2 separate regions of the Mus musculus genome follow, and region 1 is linked to region 2. A link is a contact called in public promoter capture Hi-C data. All regions are on one chromosome and are shown on one strand. Each heading gives the region's core, a stretch centred on a gene start, on an enhancer-like site or on the middle of the called end of the contact. The rest is flanking DNA. Distances are from core to core; before and after follow the strand shown. Region 1 overlaps Prdm16 (PR domain containing 16). Region 2 overlaps Prdm16 (PR domain containing 16).

Region 1 (5,284 bases), core at 2,477-4,976, 260 kb after region 2:
CTGCTGTCTGCTCAACCTTCATGAAATTAGCCCCTCTTCTCTGAGGCTGCTCAAGCTCTGTGAAGCCTTCTGGGTACAAAAGCGGGACAGAATTATCTACACCCCGGAGGGTGGATTTCCTCATTTCACTTTTTGCCCAGACTTCATGTCCCTTAGGACTCCCAGATGCCCAGGCTTTCCTCCTTCTCAGCCAGAGCAATGGGGAAAGACTGATAAATGGGGGACCAGGGTCTTAATACACCTGAGAATGTCTAAAGAGCCCAGCTGGAGTTTCTTCTATATGCAGAGATCAGGCCACAGCCTAGGAAGCCCCTTTACCTGTAGGCAACACATTCTGAAGTTCACGGCAGGGCACAAGATGAGCATTGCTGAGCAAATGATGACTGCTTCCGGTCCAAGGGAACAAGAAGCATAAAATCCTACTGGCCCCAACAGCAGGATGATGGATTTCTTCTTCAGTAACAGGTAAGAGGGAGCAACACACACACACACACACACACACACACACACACACACACACACACGATGCTGCTTCCATTGAGGTGGAGGCTGCTCATGGGGACCACCTTATCAGAGTACACACACACAGCCTTTCAATGAATTCCAAGCCACACCTCCCTTCCCCTGATGCAAGGGACGCCTCACTAGGGCCTCTGTGAGCATTTTAAGTACCAGACAGTTATTAAAAGCCACCTGATCTCTGGGTACGCTGGAGAGAATTCATTCTGTACCTGCTTTGAGCCACCCATGAGGAAGAAGGCAGAGCCCGTGTCCTTGGTGGTATGGGATGGCCTGCCACCCTTCACCAGTGGTAAAAACACACTGACAATAAACAGACGTTGGAATCTGATGGTTTTTTAGTCCAGCTGAAGGTGCTGGCAGCCCATTCATCTTTAAAAAACAAACAAACAAACAAACAAAACGCCAGGGAAAGAACCATTCCCAGGACCGAGAATTCTCACCTCCAGAGCCCACTCCACCCTTGGCCTAGCACAAGGTCACACAGACACACCTGCTTTTGACATGTCTCTGTTTTGCCTTTTTCTATTTCCAATACTGTCTCCAAGAAGCCATGCAGGAGCAACCAAGGGGTCACCGTCTCCACCCATGGAGCTTAAGCGCAGGGCTGTCGTCTTGTACTCTGTCCTTAGGCTTATAACTGCATCAAACTGCTTTGGAGCCTAGGTCTGAGCTAGCTACACTGTGGCTTCCAGATTAGCGAGTCCAGAGCCAGTCTGTATGTGTGTTTCTCTGAGTTCAAGCCTCGAGCAACAGCAATACCAGGGTCTCTCAGGACCTCTGTCCACTCCCAGGGCAGAGATCGGTGACACAGTATACACACACCCATCAGCCTGTTATTAGCAAGTGGTGATCACACTCCAACAGCTGGGCTGAGGACATAGCTCAGAGCTGGTGTGCCTGCTTGGCATGATTCAGTGTAAAATCAGGCCATAAAGCCAGGATGGTAAGAGCCCCCGACTCACGGGTTTGTCACGATCAGGGACAGTATGGCTCATTCTTTGCTTCCTGTCACCAGCCACACTGAACCTGCTCCCCAACCATCTGATCCCCTCTCAGCCTCAGATTTTGCCTAAGTTGACCTGCACTGTGTGTGGGTAGGTCACCCAACAGAGCCCAGTGCCAGGCTGGGCCTGCAGTGGCCACTGTGTGAGGAGCTTGGTAGATGTCAAACTGAGTAAGACCCAAACCTTGGCTGAACTGAAGAAGGAACCAAGACCTAGGAACAGGGGCCGGCACCCTGGGGAGGTGGCCCACACTTGGCCAGCCGAGTTCTCAGGGATCATGTGTCTTCCTAACAAGGGAAGGTGGTGCCAAGGTGTTAGCCGGGCAGGAAAGGACAATAGGAGCCGAGAATCTATCCAGAGCACTTTCTATAATTACTGTGTTACCCTCACAGGCTCACCACAAACACTGCCACAGGGAAATGGGCTGAGACCAGAGAAGTTAACCAGCAGGTGTGAAGAGAAGAGACTGCTGTCAGGGAGATCTGTGGGCTCCCTGCCGAGCATTAAATGATATATACTTAAGAGATTGCTCTATTTACAGTAGAATTAGCAGTGCAGACTGACACCGAGGATCCGCTGGCTTCCAGATCCTGAGCCAGCTAATCCTTCCTTAAGCCCCATACGCTAAACCACCTGGGTGCAAAATCCAAGCTCCTTGGGGCCTGGCTACTCGAGGTAGGAGCCACAGCCCCCATTGCTGCATGTAGGCCGAGCCATCTGCAACCTACCCGACTGGTCTCCAAGATCAGCAGTCTGAAACACCAGCAGGAGCCAAGCTGGACAGGCTCTTGTACGCACAGCACAGTCAGAGGCCATCCCTCCACAACTCTAAGTGATAGAAACCACAGCCTGGGCACTCATCTGAGGACAGGGTAACAGAAGACATCAACACTCAGTGATGCCCACTGTCCTTGCCCTGAGGGACAGTGAGGAAGGCTATGTTGAACAGAATAAGCATCATGGGACTGGACCTGTCCAGCAGGAAACAGCACCTGCCAGGCCAGAGCTGGCCTGTTACAAGCCCGCTGCCCACCTGTGGAGGCCCAGCAATGGGCAGTGCCACCACCCTGGTGCCCATTTGGCCCTACAGCTCAGCAAACATGCCCCTTCCCGTGTCAATTCTGGCCATCGACTGGTATTCAGGAATAAGAAGCAGATCTTTCTGCATGTCCCACCAGCACTTCCTGCCATTCAATGGCCTGCCCTCCCATAATATCCCAGCCTCTGCCCCTTCCTGGCACCCCAGGCCCTGGCAGGAGAACCAACTGTTTCACTCCACCAACGGAACTTGACTCACTCCCCTCCCTTGCTGAAGACCACTCCTCCCCTAACACCTGGAGCAAAGCAGGTCTACCTTTCACTCGCTCGCCTCAGGCCCTCCATCTGACCCCCACCCCTCACCCTCTCTAGCCCTCACTGATGGCCTGCATTCGGTTCTGGAGGCACCAGGCTCTCAATGACCCCCAGGCGGTATCTCCTACTCTCTGCCACACCGGCTCCTGTCTTTTACATCCTCCGTTCTTTCTTAGGTTCCAGACAAAATGTTCCCCTACCCCAACTTATCTGAAGAGCCAATCTCTTGTCTGCAAATACTGCCTGCCCCTCCCTCACACAAGCAGTTTCCAGCCTGGCTTTCTGTCAGCTGGGGGTGGTTCTCCCCCAAGAATGAGCTCTCGGCTCCCCTGGCTTAGCCAACATAGCTGGATCAATGTGCTAAGTAAGGAATGGGGCTGGCACCCCTTGGAAAGAGACTGGGCCAAAAGTAAGCTCCAGTCCCTTCTTGGCCCTGGGTCCTGCATCCAGGGGTCTAGCATCAGAAAACGGGCAGACAGTAACTCCCTGGGGTTAGAGGCTGGGTAGGCCTTGTGTAGACCCTTACACCCTAAGGGCATGGTCAAGGTGATTTCCCCGGGTCACTAAGAATGTGTGAGAGGCTTTGGTGCTGCGCTGCCCTGTAGACTGACCCTGGTGCCCTGGGCATCTCCCAGGATCCTGTCTCATATGAGGAAGGGAAGGAGAGGATCTTGTAAACAGAAGTGGCCTCCTCCGGCCCCTTTCTCAGGGACCTGAAGCCAGGCTCCCGAGCAGCTAATTAGCATGCTGTTTGGGCCTGAGTTAGGAATGTAATTACTGTTGGAGGCAGAGCCCGCCCAAGGAATGCATTCTGAAGGTTACCATAGGAATCCGAGGGCCTATTCATCCCCGCAACACTAATCACAGTCATAAGGAAGGGATTGGGGACAGGCTGTAGGTTAACATCTGATGAGATGCCCCTGAACAAAGCCCTCGGCACTTGCTCCTTAACCCTTTGGGATCCAGAGCGATGACTGTCTAAACGGTCCCTTCGGTCAGGTCCAAGAACTGGGTTCTCCATCGCACTTTCTCTGCAGCACACTGGTGGGAGAGAGGGGGTCCTGACCTTTGAGACCCATCACCAAAAGGAAAGCCAGAACAGGCTGGCTGGCTCTTGACCTCACGGTCTAGCCGAACCCTTCAATAGACTGATGTGCAGCAGAGGCCCCTCCCCCTAGGGAAGATTCACTTCCTTTGCGTGTGAGAGGGCTGGCTCTTTGGGAATGGCCCTAAATTTCCTACTTCCCAGGCATTTTTAACCAGACCCCCTTGGGTAATACAGCTCTGATCTGTCCCCCGACTGCAAGGGCCCTATCTTCCAATATGTGTCCTCTCATCTTGGTGAGCATCCTTCATCCATGTGTTGAGAACCAACAAACTGGAAGCTGCTAGGAGCTGGGGGGAACTCGAAAATTATCCTTACCCCTCAGTGATCATAGCTCTGGTGAGAATGACTACAGCTTAGAAACGCCCAGTAGAAACAAGGCACATGGGAGAGGGATTGTGTGTCCTGACTGAAGATGGCTTCACTGGGTTGTCAAAGCCAGGATGTTCTTTGAGGAGAGAGGAACTGGGGTTCAGCATCACAGGGACCTCCCTCTTAGACTGAGCTCCCAGGAACTTTGAGAGATGTATCTCAGCCTCCTCAGTTGTCTGGGCTTCCTGGTTCCTTGTCCTTGCTGGGCTCAGAGCTGCTTAAGGGCCAGCTTGAGCCTAAGTCTTGTTAAGTCTCTAGAAGCAGGTCCCAAGGGCACTGCCTGCTGGAGAGGCCTGTCTTGTCTTCAAACCCTGTCTCCCCCTGGGCTATGTGCACAGGAACACCTACCCATGATGCACCTGTCTTCCCGTCTCTTCCAGGACCTTTCCACAAGGACAACAGCTCCTGGCTGTCTCTGCCCAGTCTCCTTCCCTGTTTCCCATAATGCCACTTGTTAGCTGGAGTCTTGAAAAGCAGAGTGCACTCTTACATCCCAAGCCATGCTGTTCTCTGAAGACCTTGGGGGACCTGGCTCTGTGGGGATCGCCATTCAGTGGTGGCCTAACTGTGTTATCAACACCAGGCCGGGAGCAGAGAGGAAGGTAATTTGTTTGCGAATTTTGCCCTTTGTTATGGAAAGCTGCTGGGTTTTTAAAAATTGTAAAGGTTTGAACTGTTAACTCCCAGGGTCGTCCCTCCCGCCCAATGGATCGGGAGTTGTGGATTTGTTTATTTCTTTAAGAAAAAAAAAAAAAAGACAGAATTGCTGTTAAGTAGCCGTATGCAAATTTCCTGGGGCCTGTTGATTTCACTGCCTTGAAATCTTAGTGAAAAGGATCAACCCCACAAAATGGGAAAAATTGTGCACTCCAGAGCAGCACTGGCTGATTTCCTCAGACCTTAGACGATGCTTCCAGGCTGCGGGCCT
Region 2 (5,193 bases), core at 2,587-5,086:
GTGTGCATGCATGCATATGTACATATGTGTGTGTGCATTCCTGTGTTATGTGTAGAGTGTCGTCCATTATTGCTTCCCCACACACACTTTGTTTTTGAGGGTCTCTCATTGGGTCTAAGGCACAGCGATTTGGCTAGACTGGCTAGCCAGAAAGTTCCAGGGATCCTCCTGTCTCAGCCCACCTGGCACTGGAACTAAAGGGCCACACGGCCTTGCTCAGCTCTTATGTGGGTACTGGGATGTGAGTGCAGGTCTCACGTTTGCAAGACGGTCTTCTCCAGCCTCAGTTGGTCAGGTCTTTCTACCTCTGCGATCTAAGTTCTGTAAAACTTGCATGCTGGTGTTTTAGGACGTAAGAGTGTCTTTAGGTATGTTTTCTCCAACTCCAGGAGAAGACGCCAAAGCCAGGGTAAGTTGTGTGTAAAGGGCTGTTCCCTGTCTAGAATGTGTAGGAAAAGCAGAGGCCATCCCAGAGGTCAGGACACAGGGGACATGTGAGAAACTGAGAAATTTCCAACAGCGTCCTGATAACTCAAGGTAACCCTCTTCATCTGCCTTTTGGAGGGCCCCAGCCTCTGCAGGATACATATACCGACATGCACACACAGTGACCGTGCATATGCATACTGACACTAAGGTAGGTATCATACCTAGGTGGGAGTTGAGCATCCTTGCCAAGCCCTGTGCAATGGATTCCTAGGTTGGGCTATACATTCTCCAGTTCCAACTTAAACTCTTTCCAGTTATCAAAGAAAGACTAGGCAAGGTCCCTAGCAGTATCAAGAGGCACGCTGCACGCTTTAAACCCCTTGGCGAAGGCCTGCCTCGAGCCAGATAAAGCCAGGATTTGCAACACAAACTTGCAAAGCAATTATTGTTACCAAAGTCGAAACTCTCAGATTGGAGGGAGCAAAAGAAATCAATGATAATTAAATTCTTCTATAAACACGGCCCCTACCCTCTGGGGGCTCTTAGCGCGACACGTTGTCCAGGAGTCGGCTCTCATTACAGAAAAAACACAGGGCTCGTTTCTGGGCGAGGACCAGACCAAATAAATCTTTCTGTTGCTTGCCTTTGTTAAGTTGTAAGTCACTATTTTCAGAGAGCAGACAAGGGGGGCTGCGTGTCAGGGACGGCTGGGGAGCATGGGACACAGAACTAGAAAGAGCGGTCATTTACCGGCGCAGATGTGGGCCCGTGGCCACCAGGGATGCTCTGTGTACCCCAGCGGGGCTTGGGGATCACACCCACATGGGATCCCTGCCACAAGGAGGGGCACAAGAGGAGTCCTCAGGGCTCTATCATCACGTGGCTACTTCCTGGTGGCACAAGCTATGTGTGGGCACGGTACAGGAGTCTAATGTCATCGGTCTAAAAGCAAGCCAGACTCTTTGTTTCCCAAAGCCCTAGCCAGCCAGACACACCCCAGAATGTGTTGCTAAACTGGTCCTGGCAGAGAAGTGGCCATTTCCCTGTTTGTCTCAGGGTGACAATTGCCCAAGTTCGGTTTTAAAAGGCCTACTCCCTGAAGGGGAGAGCATGACAAGAAAAGGCGTCCTCCTCAGACCTTCTTGAGCAAAAACAAAGGCTCAAGGACAAAGAGGACAGGGACTGGGGTCAGAAGAGTAGGCAGAAGTGGCCTTCGGTTCCAACCCTTGAAGAATCTCAGGCCGTGTTTAAGCTATAGCCCCTCGTTTTTGACACAGGGATCCCCTGGGAGGTTGTCCATGTCCCAAGATACTTTGGTAACACATGCGTAGTCTCCCCACTCAGGGCTCCCCTAGGGAATCAAGGATACCCCATATTTGTTAAGAGCTCACACGTGGGGAGGGGGTGGCTTAATGGTTGTCGTGACAGAGATAGGACTAGGTGGGGGACTGGCTAGCTAAGGTTCTCCCAGAGACCTGTGGAGACTCTAGCTTCAAGTCACACCCCTCCCTGATTTTGAATGCCTGCCCTGGTTGACACTTTGGATACAGGAGACAGGCTCTCTCACATCCTCTTTTGGGAGTATGGAAGGAGACTTCCATCAATTTCCTGGATAGTCCCTGCCTTCTCCTTACATTAGAGATGGAGGGTGGTGGGCCAGGAGATGGAGGCAGAAAGTGTCAGAGCCAGGCCTCTGTCCACTGTCTTTCTGGTGGCCCCAGCCCTGTGGGTGGATCTTATAGGCATTTCCTTGAAAGAATGGGACTACGGGTGCACACAAACTAGTAGGGGGAATCCCTCAGATACCAACACGACGTTGATCCTACCTGTATGGCTGCTCCCCTGTGTGTGTCCTCAGATGTCTTGTGAGATTTGCAGATCTGGGGAAGATCTTGCCACAGTACCTGAGGCAGAGGGAAGAGAGGAGGAGAGGTTTTAGGGTAGTCCACACGGCCCCTTTCCAGATTTCTGTTCATCCAGAGCTCAACTCTGAGGCTTCCTACTGGGGTCTCGCCAGCATCCTTACCATCTCTACTCTGCCTTGAGCCCAGACATCTCACAAAGCACAGAGTGGAGGGACCAGCGTCATGCCCTCAGTCCTGGGAGCCACAGTGGCTGGGATCAGCTAGGGAGCCCGGGAGCATGAACTCCCAAAACCGCGAGCAATGGCTTCAGCACCAGGCTCACCATCCTTCCTAATACTGTGCCCAGGCTGCGCAGCTGCTCTCTGGCCTCTGAACTTAACTAAGCTGCACGCGGGGCCCAGATAACACAGCCGAGAGGACAGTTCTAGAAGCCTACCCAGATCACGCATGCGCAAACACGGCCTCGGGCGGATGGGGCGCCTGTCCGCTCAACCTCTGCTTCACTGGAACTGCAACTCTGGGCTTTTCCAGAAGCAAGTTCGCGCGCGCGCGCGTGCGTGCGTGCGTGCGTGCGTGCGTGCGTGCGTGCGTGCGTGTGTGTGTGTGTGTGTGTGTGTGTGTGTGTGCACGCGCGCGCGGCCCCTTCCCACCAGCCCCCAAGGGACCCTCGGTGTTTCACCTGCACGTGTATCTCTCCTTCCCCTTCCTGAGGATGGGATCCGAGAGCGTTGGGGGTGGGGAGCGGAAGTTGAACGGGTGGTGAGGCAGGGGCTGCAGGGAGCTGCCTGAGTCGGCCTTCATGGCTGCAAAGCTCTCCAGCTTCTCCGTCATGGTTTCTATGGCTGACATCTGCGGGCACAGGGAGGGAGAGATCGATGACTCAGCATAACTGCCGTCTGTCTTCAGAGAGCGTGCACCCGGGGGTCCCTGTGTCTAATTATTATCAATAACCTCTGGATGGCCATTGGAATTACAGCCACAGCTTACTCTGCTCTTGTCCTTCTTAGGATTGGGACTATAATCCAGGGTCATCTGGAGTGAGTGGTCTTTTCAGTATGGTAGGCAGAAATTGGTTAAAACCCCAGGCTATGCAGGCTCCATTGAGACTTAAGGCTTTGGTGACAGGGACCTTGAAGCTGTACCTCTCCCCACCTGTGCCAAGGGAACCATGAGAGGCTCTCTTCATACCTCTGCTAAATGTCTATCCCGGAAGGCACGTTTTATCTGGCAGACCACAGAGATGGGGGCAGGTGAGAGAGGCAAAAGAAGACGGGGTGGGGCAGGTACCACTGAAGACAGAGGGAAAGGGTTCAGCCTCTCAGAGTGCCGTGAGTGTTGGGAGAAACTGAGCCTAGATGAAGACCCCACTGCACACACCAGGGGGACATGGACGAATGAGCAGACAAGGTATCACCTCCCGATCCAGGCTCCCGTCCATGGCCAGCTGCCTCCCGGGAGTGTTTATTGCTTAGTGCTAGCGCCAAACACAAGGCACTTGTTCACTGATGTCAGAATCCAGGACCCAGCTGCCCATGGTTGAACAAAGGCTGCATGTCACATGACTGTAATCCTTCTGCACGACTCCAGCCACGAAGCCCTTCGGCACCTTGTTGGGATGCCCAACGCATCGTTGTGGGCTGTTTGCTGGGCACTGACAACAGGGAAGGGAGGGCTTTGTACTGCCGCTACTTGGAAGCCTCATAACACAGTGGCGGAGACATTTGGTATCTGGGGAAACAGCAGTACAGCTGTAACAGAAGCCCACAGAAAGCGGCGAATGGATGGACACTTTGCCCAGCCACCCTGGTGAGACCTCCCCATGGCCACTGGACGGCTCTGTGCAGGCAACAGAGATGCAGGCTTTGCCTTGTTAATAGAGGACTGACACATGACCCTCATCAGAACATACCACATACACTTTCTGCGTCCATGCTCACTGGAGATGGAACTGCCTGGCTCTCTAGGCTGCTACCTGGCCTCTCTAGTGCCTTTTTCAACACCTGAAAGGTAGGTTCTCAGGGTGACACTGAGGCTCTTGGCCATAAGTCTTAATGATAGCTTATGGATATAGCACGGATGCCTGTTTTGTGGAAACCTTCTTTGCATGGTTGCCAGGCTCTTCTATCTGAGTGACACAGGCAGCCAAGCTAGCCTCAGACCATTTAATTGGTGACCACAAGTCACCACCTTTCTGCCTCTTCGTCCTGGCCTGGGACACAAGGGCAGGCAGAGGAGGTTGGCCCATGGGAGCAGTGGGCAGGAGGGACAATGGGCAGCTGGCCCCCCACAGGCCTCTCTTCCTCAGGCCGGGTGGGGTGGGTCCTGCCTGCCTGGCCTGCTCTGCCCCATCAGACATTCCCGTGAGCTCCTAGTACAAACACAAACACCGGATACGCCTGGCTGCCTGGTCGGCTTTTTCCAGCCGGCCCTGGGAAAATTGGGGGAAGCTATTAACCAAACTCCGCGGCCCCATGGAACAATGGGAGGCTCTAAGTTTAGCTGTGAACTCAGCCAGGGTACAGGTTTCAGGCTGGGGCTTACCCAAGGCGGGAAGCTCAGAGAAGAACAATGCCCCATGCAGGTTTTTTGGCCTGAAGATTCCCTGTTGGTGAGGGAGGCTTAAGGGCGGTGACCTGCAGCTCACAGGAGGGGGGCCAGACCTCATGCAGTGAGGACTGGGGTCTGGGATACTTGAAGGACTTTGCCTTGGGCTGTGGGTTCCCCAGGAGGCATGTGGCCTGGGGGCACAGGCAGGGACATTAGCAGGATAGAGGGCACTATACCTGACTTGTAGACTGCTAGCCTTCCCTTCCAGTCCCTAGGACGGTTCCTTCCTGCTCAGTCTCCCCCCTGCCCCTTCTCACGAAGACCTGCTCTGGTCCTTTCACTGAAGAATGCT

The links. Promoter capture Hi-C pulls out the DNA fragments that hold promoters and counts their contacts.
Region 1: a promoter capture Hi-C map of neural stem cells shows a contact between it and region 2. The contact joins two enhancer-like sites. A contact is called at or near these places in 1 of 39 promoter capture datasets (neural stem cells), 1 of 484 Hi-C or Micro-C datasets (nephron progenitors), 5 of 115 datasets of contacts at active chromatin or transcription factors (embryonic basal ganglia, embryonic stem cells and neural tube) and 3 of 9 other capture datasets (embryonic stem cells, liver and pancreatic islet).

What each region holds. Positions count from the first base shown.
Region 1 is chr4:154,596,450-154,601,733 of GRCm38.p6, forward strand. All of the region lies in intron 1 of Prdm16 (PR domain containing 16), which reads right to left. Among named protein-coding and RNA genes, the nearest start is that of Gm52689, 20 kb to the right of the region's middle. Within about 2 kb of position 3,727, at least 43 of the 459 cell types and tissues checked have an H3K27ac peak or open chromatin away from gene starts, as enhancers often do. A contact at or near this core is called in neural stem cells, where this site is marked.
Region 2 is chr4:154,332,120-154,337,312 of GRCm38.p6, forward strand. It overlaps Prdm16 (PR domain containing 16), which reads right to left. Exons shown (of 17, transcript NM_027504.3): 11 at 2,974-3,143; 12 at 2,256-2,333. Among named protein-coding and RNA genes, the nearest start is that of Arhgef16, 35 kb to the left of the region's middle. Within about 2 kb of position 3,837, at least 79 of the 459 cell types and tissues checked have an H3K27ac peak or open chromatin away from gene starts, as enhancers often do. A contact at or near this core is called in neural stem cells, where this site is marked.